Linked DNA regions of Xenopus laevis: region 1 is linked to region 2. Evidence: chromatin contacts called from public Hi-C data. All regions are on one chromosome and are shown on one strand. Each heading gives the region's core, a stretch centred on a gene start, on an enhancer-like site or on the middle of the called end of the contact. The rest is flanking DNA. Distances are from core to core; before and after follow the strand shown. Region 1 holds the start of bcar1.L (BCAR1, Cas family scaffold protein L homeolog). Region 2 overlaps bcar1.L (BCAR1, Cas family scaffold protein L homeolog).

Region 1 (4,328 bases), core at 87-2,586, 55 kb before region 2:
TGAAACGCCGCTGCCTGGAGCTACCACGTGGTCAAGGGTTTGATACTTCTCATTGAAATATATAATGTCAGACACATCATCATTTATTTATATAGCGCTGTCAAGATACACAGACACATAAAATCTCTTGCCGTTTCATGACAGAATCCTGTTGGTCAGATAAAATGTAAGCTACAAAACCTGAATAAATCCTTCTTGTAGTTCTATCTTTTATATATAAAAAAAAGAATGATTTAGCTTATCAGTAAGGAATGGGTTATTTATCTCAGGAAGTTGTAGTCGTCTGCAGTTTTTTTAAGATATGGATAGAAACCAGTGGTGTAAATAGATATTAATGAGCCCAACTGCAAATTATTTTTCAGGCCCCCAAAATGTCTAGAGGTTGATGTGTTTTGCCAATATTTATTGAAATTGTATAAGAATTAGGGCCTCATGGTCTGCCACAGGGTCTGTTCCTCTGTAGTTAATTACTCCCCTGACAGAAACAGCTATAACTACTACTCTAGTATGTATGTATTTAAAAATAGTTTAACTTCTCAACAGAACAAAAGGGTGTACCATTGTTCCACTCCAGAAAACTACTTTCAGTGTCCCAAATGCTTGCTTGGATTTTGCCAAGCAATGAATTCACACTGGACATGAGTATTGTTGTATCTAGAAAGAACAGCGAAGAACCACAATAAAAAAAATGTAGGCGTTGAGCAACGTTTAGCCAAACAAGGCACAAAGGCTCAAATGACCGGATAAAAAGCGGCGAGATTCAGTGAACAAACTTCCTCAAGGAGAAGATGGCTCCCCTAGCGGAAAACCGAGTTCCGTAGTCAGCCCTGAGCCATAGGCGAAGGATTAGGGGCAGTTTCCTGGAAGAAGCACAGATGAGCGGGGGATTCTTCCCCGCGTCTAAAGCCTAAGGCCAGTAAGAATTCCTGTTATTCCCTCCATCCTCCAGTAATCCTGCCATAAATCCCAAGCCTCAGGGCTCCAGACTGAAGTAGCGTCACACCTCCCAAGCCCCGCCCTCTCCCCTTATTTGCATGGGAAAGACCGAGTAACCAATGGGAGCGAACCTTGGCAAAGGGGCATTGATGGGATAATGTTCGCTCTCCCTCGGAATCTACTCCTCCCCTGCCTGCCCGAGAGACTGCCGGCCTGAGAGACACCCGCTGACTGTCACACGGGGAGACTGCCTGGGAGAGACTGCCGTGGAAGGCAGAGACTGTGGGGAGAAGGAGCCAATAGTACCGTGCTGCTAGCATTGCCTGTAGCAAGCCGGATAAGCGATACTGAGAGCGCGGAGATCCTGTCACTGACCGGGATACATTCGCTATCGCCTGGGGCTCCGACAGGAAGGATGACAGAAGCCACTGAACGGAGACAGTGATCGCCTGGCAGACAAAGACTCAGCGCCACCAGGACATTGTCACATCTCACTTGGTTACCGATCGGATCCAATAACCGGCACAGGGAGATGCCGACTATAGACTGATCGGCTCGGTCAAGCGTCTGTAGGCTCCATATCGGCTCCAGCAAGCAGCTCGGATTCCACGCACATCGGGGGGAGCAGACTGAGCTGGAACAATGAACTATCTGGTGAGTGCTGAGATTTGTCCTGTCTGTTTCCTCTCCGGCGCAGGGGAGAACTGGCAATTGGGAGAGACAATACTGGAGAGTGGGGGAAGGTGAGCGCGCTGCCAGCCGAGCGGCAATGCCCAACCTGCGACCTTCCAGTCACTGCTCATTACCGGTCCTAGTGCCGACCCTCTCAGCAGACCACTAGGAGGTGTAGTGAGTTTTAGTGAAACAACAGCTGGAGGATCGCACGTTTGAAATCTCTTATACTTTTTGAGTTTTCTTTAGGGTTAGTTCACAAGAGGAGATTCTGGAAGATTTTGTGCGACAAATCGCTTCTTCTTCTGGGCGACAATCTCCCTGAACTGCCTACGCGTGTCTTCCCATCCGCTTTAATGAAAAGTCACCAGCGCTAAAGCACACGCGGCGCTTAGTTTCCCGAAGTCATACGAAGTTTCCTCGTGAGGCAACTTCGAATAACGCAGCCCCACGTGTGCTTTATCGCAGGAGACTTTTCATTATAGCAGATGGGAAGACTCGCGGAGGTAGTCCGCGGAGATTGTCGCACAGTTCGCGGAGATTTTCGCACAGAATCTCCACAAATCTCCTCGTGTGAACTAACCCTTACAGAAGGATAGAGGTTTGAGTAGGGAGAAAGGACTTCAGGCAGGAGAAAGGTGATGGAGGAGGCAGTTAATGATAATGATATAAAGGTGGCCATACACGGAGAGATCCGCTCGTTTGGCTATGTCGCCAAACGAGCGGATCTCTCTCCGATATGCCCACTTTGAGGTGGGCAATATCGGGCTGATCCGAACGTGGGCCCTAGGGCCCAACGATAGGATCGTAACGATGGGTAACGGGTCGGATCGCAGGACACAATATCGGGCTGATCCGAACGTGGGCCCTAAGGCCCAACGATCGGATCCTCACGATGGGTAATGGGCGGTCGGATCGCGGGACGCATCAACGAGCAGATGCGGCCCACGATCCAACGGGATTTTTAGTCTCGTCCAATCGACATCTGGCCAACTTTCGGCCAGATATCGATCGGGGAAGCCCGTCGGAGGGCCGCATACACGGACCAATAAGCTGCCGACTCGGTTTGTTGGCAGCTTTTATCGGCCACCTTTACAGAGACAGACAGGGCATTAGTGAGGAATAAAATTGCCAATAACTAGTCCAGTCGGTTGTGAGGTAGAGGAAATCATATGGGATGGGCTCTAAAGCTGGCCGTAGATGTTGAGATTTTTAAAAGATCCGATCGTCATCGTGAGACCACGATTATCTCGGACCGATCTTACGATCGTTTGAATTGTCCATCAACTAAAAACACCAATTTGACAGGAAAACAAAGGGTAGCTGCCTGCTTAGCTCTGCAAACATAGATAGATTGCACTGGGACCGACAAAGATTTTTTAAACTGGTCGATCAATTTCCTGACAGATGTCGGCCTAAAAATCGTAAGATGTTCGATCGTCCGATTGGTCGGACTTTGCTAAAATCGGTCGTTCGGCAAGAGAAATCTTTGTGTCTATGGGGACCTTAAGCTAAATATGAGCAAGTTGGTCCAGAACTGATAACTGGAATGGCTGCCAGCAGTAAAGCAGATTGTAAGATTTGGGAGACACAGAGGCTGCTGCATGTGTTCACTGTTTAAACAGTTGTGAGCTTTGTGGTTACAAATTGTGACATTGTGCCAGAGATGGGGCAACAAGGCTCACACAATGTAATATTAAAATGTAAGTCAATGAGAGGATACAAGGACAGCCTGTTAGTGTGCAAAATAGGAGGGGTGCATACAATAACCCCCCCTAAAAGCAGCAGAAATTACAGGAAGCCAGTAACAAGATTCCCATATTACAGACATCTAGGCATTTTGCCATCTCTTTTGTCAGACTGGTGTGTTACCTGGCAGTGTACACCAGGTCAAATTTCCATCTGTTTATGTACATTTTTATACACATCAATCTTTAGTTATGTGGGATCCAATTCCGGATGCACATGTAGGTTTGTACATACATTTACTAGTATGTTTATGAATGTGTGTGCCAGAATCACCCTTCTCATTCTGTTACTATTTATCCATTGAATTTCTAGTGAATTTGTCCAGTACATTATCAACATTAATCACATGAATTATTTTTAGATCATGCTGTAACAGATTAAATTAGTACTACTTTCCGTGCCGAGGCCAAGCATAAGACCACCCCTTCTGAACCAAATGGGGGCCATATATACTAACAATGGGTAAATTTGTACCATTGCAATATCTTAAAGCAACCAATCAGAGACTTACTTTCGATATTCAATCTGCAGTTGTCTGCTCAAAGTTATTTTGGAAGTGGAAGTTACATCTAGCATATATTAAGAGTGGGGGTTAAGTCACTTCCAGATTGAGCATTTAACACAGCATTTGCATCTGATTCATTAGATGCAAGTCTGGTGTACTTATTGATGCAATATGCTGTGGGTTCCCTAACATCAGTAAGCTCAGTTTTGCAGCTTTTATTAGAAGAGACAGAATGGATGCGTTGCCAATCAGGCGGAAGTACCTCATAAAATACATCAATATGGTCTCGATGGTGTCCATTTAAGAGAATCCGCTATAGCAGGTGTGTTCTTAAATTACCCCTATAGTGTCTGTAAGATAATGCACAAAGTTGTAGTGTAAACAGAGCTCCCACAGGTATATTATATTTTTCAGTCTCTCAGCATCCTGAGGGGATTTCCTTTTGGCCCCCTTCTTTTATGTACAA
Region 2 (4,455 bases), core at 1,390-3,889:
TTTATATATAATTTTTTAAAAATGACAAACTATATATGTCTGTGTGCGTGTATTGCCCAGGACATTATAGGTCCCAGTTGGCTCGTCATATTTTGAGGAAAAATATTTCCGTAGTACAAGTTGCTCCAGTTGGAAAGAATGGGAAACAGTTTGCAATTTAAGATTGCAAAAAAAATAAGTAGTTTCCACTCAGTCCTGGACTGTGCTTCACACTTCCTAACTTAGAGACAGCAATTAGATTTCAATGCCAGAGGCAGATTGGCACAATAAAATACATATTTGTGCCTAAACATATTCTTAGCAATTTTATAGCCATGGTGGAAGGAATCTTCATGCCCAGGCTAACACAGCGCTTGTGAATCAACCTCATTACATATATATTCCTGCAATACTGAATTTTTTTCTTCTACTGGCACTATCAGAGAATGTATTTAAAGGGGAACTACCGTGAAAATGAAAATTTAATACAAGCTTCAGCATACTGAAATAAGAAACTCTAAATACAGTCAATTAATCATTCGGTACTGTTTCTGAAATAATCAAGCTCATCTTCACTATTCTGTTTCCCTTCATTCTCTCTTCTTGCAGGACTCAGTTGGGTGTCAGATATTTATTGACAGTTAGTTGTCAGATATGTATTGACAGTTAGATCCCTATCTTATAGGGAGGCTCCTTTTGCCTAGAAGATGTATTAGAGCTCACTTTATTAAAATCACCAGACATCATGTCTCTGTACATGTTGGATTTGTGCAAAAGACAGTTATTATGTTAGATTGTATTTGTGCTGGAACCAGTTATTTGAATGAGCTCTAATACATCTGTTAGGAAAGGAAGCCCCCTCTATAAGATATATTGGATCTAAAGGTGGCCATAGACTCAAAGATCTGCTCGTTTGGCGACATCGCCAAACGAGCGGATCTTTCCCCGATATGCCACTAACGGCATGGCTATATCGGGGGTAATTCGAACGGCCGAACGATCAAATTACGATGCGCCAATGGGGCTCCGACGGGTCGGTCGGTTAAAAATCCAACCTTCCCGAACGAGATCGTGGCCAGATATCGATCGGGAAGACCCGTCGGAAGCCCCCATACACGGGCAGATAAGCTGTCAAATCGGTCCAAACGGCCGATATCGGCAGCTTTATCTGCCCGTGTATGGCCACCTTAAGTGTTAATAATTATCTGACACCCAACTGTTGCATAAAGAGAGAATGAAGAGAAACAGATTCTGGGAGAGGGATAAACTTGATTATTTCAGAAATGATGCAGAATATTTAATTGTATTTATGGTGAAGAAGGTATTTTACTTGCTTGGGCTGTAAAAATGATGCACAATGTTATTAGTTAGGAGAAAATGTGAAAACATAGGAAGGATGGTAATTTTTCCCCAGAAAAGGTGGCAACCCTAATGGTTAGCCATGCAGTAATCAGAAAAGTGTACAATGAAACCCATATGCAGTGAGTAGGAGAGCACTCCATGTGCTGTCCAACTGGCGGCTGCGACCCCCCCCTCTTGTGTGCCCCCCACACATAAAACTGCTGAGATTAACTGGCCCCTGCATTGTTGACATTTCAAATTCAGACAGTAAAATCCTACATTGTTCACGTCTGTTTTGTTCACATTGGTAACACCTCTATTGTTCACACCTCAGACCCAAACTGAAAGTGTCCACATTGTTTACCTGTTTACGCCTCATACAAACAACTGGAGGGCACCAGCATTGTATGTAGCACAGTATGAAATGTTCATTTTAGAGTGATCCTGGTTTCCCTGTCTCCTGCTGTATTCTGCCTTCCCTCTGTGTGTACCATACTCTGCCTGCCCTATGGTCTATGTCCTCAGTTATATCCCCGCACTGAGCACTAAACATTTGGTTTTTTAGTGTACTACCACCATTAATGTGGACATGGTCTTAAAAATTCTTGTGGTGACATAGGTGTGGTTTAAAGTGGGTGTGGTTTAAAACAGGCAGTGGTCAACACAGGCTTCCATTATCGGCTCTCCACCATGTAGGCCAGAAAAATTCCGGCCCTCCGTACCATAGAAATTGGACTGCACCCCACTAGGGCAATTCCCATCCATAAAATTAAGATTTCCAAATCCACAATATTTGGATTCAAATGAATACAGAATCCTTCGTAAAAAGATATGCTGAACCAAACACCCATTTGCATATTAAAATACAATACATTAGAGCTACAATAGAGTTTTTTACAATTGAGAAATGCGTCAGATGGTGCTCCCAGAAGGGCAGTCTGAAGGATTCCCACCCCTCACCGTTGATTGTATTCTATTAAATACCTACCAACATTCTAAATTTGAAACATAGGACACTTTGGAATTGGCTTCAAGGGAAAGGGGCATTATGCTTTTATCAAATAAAGGTGAAGTCAGGACACTTTATTATATGTATGCACAAAGTGGAGAATGTACACACATACAGTAAAGTGCGATATATTCTTTCTAACTAAATCCTGCAAAACAATACCTCAGTGCCTCATTTTTCCCTGTGATATTCAGCACCCTTGTAAATAACTTGGTTCACATTAATGTGGACAGGGTAATGGGGGAAGGTTTGACTTTCTGCTCTCACACTGACCTTTCAGCTGGCAGTTATACCGCCCCACAGATGTGTGTGTCACAGCTATTTCCTTTCCTTTTGTTTAGTGGGACCGGCTCTTCTTTGTCTGTACCAAGCACTCTGTTCTCATTGTCTACGTTGTTAGTGCTGTGCAGGTCTCCAGAACAAAGTAAATATCGCAGATGTAAAGAACTAAATCAGCTTTTTAACAACAGTGGTTTCGTAATCGTCACTACAGCTAAAATAAAATTCTTTCTTTGTCCATGGTTTGATAAAACATGATCTGCTCTGGCATAGCAATCACACTTTATCGAGGACATAACATGCGGGAACAAGATACCACAAAAAGCTTTCACAACCTGGTCCAGTACCTTTCCTATTTTGATAAAACATGATTAGTACTGTGGCATATACCATGTTTAACCACAAACTCCCAGGTTGATTATTCTTGAACCTTTACCAGTCTTCTCTCAAATTAGTTTCACAGCCCCCTAAAATATTAGCATTGGCCTCGTTGTATCCCTCATAAGAGTCCATTTTAAGCAAATCATTTTATTTTTTGAATGATTTCCTTTTTATTTAAAAAAAACAAACAATACCATACCTCCCAACATTTTGGAAATAAAAAGAGGGACAAAAAAGTTTCCATGCAGTGCGGGGAATTTTCTGACCACGCCGATTTTTGTGACCACACCCCCTAATAACCATGTTAATTTTACGAAATTTGGCAGGTTATGAAAGTTTGCACATATTTACATGTTTCTTTTTCTGCCTGTTCAGTGCAGAGAAAAACTGGACTTTCCAGTACAAACAAGGGACTGAGCCTCTGAAAACAGGACAGTTGGGCGGTATGAACAATACCATTTAGTTAAAGGTAACTAAACTGCATGGATCCAAATTGGTGGCAAAACAATCCTATTGGGTTCATTTGATGTTTAAATGTTTTTTGGCAGACTTAAGATCTAGTCAACCAAATAACAGAAAGATCCCTTATCTAGAAAACCCCATGCTCCCAAACATTCCGGATTATAGATCCTATACCAGTATTTAGTAACCAAATTAAAATGTTTCTCTATTGTGCTAGGAATAGGGTGCATCCTATTGTGAAAGCTGCTAAAGTTTGTCTGGAATCTGGGCGTGTCTTTAATTGTTCAGCTTTGCCCGCTGCTGCAGGTATTAGCTGCTTGTGCCCATCCCTCTATACAGTAAGTGTGTCTGTACCCATAAATCATAGGTTATGCAGCAGCCGTGTACAAACACTTGGGGCTTTGGTCAGTTTAACTTTGTAGAGTGAAAACAATGTGATGTATGTTTGTCCCACACACAGTGCTGAGGATCTCCACTCGTCAATCTTGTGTATACTGAAATGGATAGCATTTTAAACCCTAAAGCACCAGCTGGGAGAAAGGCAGCCAGCATTTGGGACTCAGATACAGGATGTTGCATCAGGAATTTTCCAGGCGGTGCTCTCTACAAGTACGCTGGGTCATTGCCCTAAGACTCTGTATTTCTGGAACTTCAACTGCCAGCGCAGCAATAAACGTCAGGCCTCAGCTTGCAAGGGCAGCTTGAAACCAGCCCATCCTTTGCATTAACTCTTTCAATCTTTTTTTTTTGCCCAAGTGACAGTAAAATGTTCACAGAACAAACTCCTTGTATCAGAAAGAATGTGGTGTAATCTTTCTAGATAAGTAAACAGTAGAGGTATTTTAAAAAGAACATTAGGGGGGTTATTTATCAAAGTAAATCAATAGAATTTCTGAGTTTTTTTTATACCTCGAATGAACTCACAACTCGAATAGTTTCTTATTTAAATCTGCCAGTCTGCGGAAGTATTCCATGTTAAACATCACACATTTTACTTTTGTAAA

What was found. Hi-C and Micro-C count contacts between places; a contact is called where the count stands out from the background.
Region 1: a Hi-C map of the XTC cell line shows a contact between it and region 2, with 1.7 times the contacts expected there. The contact joins the promoter of bcar1.L here to the enhancer-like site in region 2. A contact is called at or near these places in 2 of 4 Hi-C or Micro-C datasets (the XL177 cell line and the XTC cell line).

What each region holds. Positions count from the first base shown.
Region 1 is chr4L:41,106,249-41,110,576 of Xenopus_laevis_v10.1, reverse strand. bcar1.L (BCAR1, Cas family scaffold protein L homeolog) reads left to right here and starts at 1,336. Exons shown (of 7, transcript NM_001089651.1): 1 at 1,336-1,590. The coding sequence starts at 1,579.
Region 2 is chr4L:41,052,390-41,056,844 of Xenopus_laevis_v10.1, reverse strand. All of the region lies in intron 2 of bcar1.L (BCAR1, Cas family scaffold protein L homeolog), which reads left to right. Among protein-coding and RNA genes, the nearest start is that of hsdl1.L, 48 kb to the right of the region's middle. Within about 2 kb of position 2,639, at least 2 of the 7 cell types and tissues checked have an H3K27ac peak or open chromatin away from gene starts, as enhancers often do.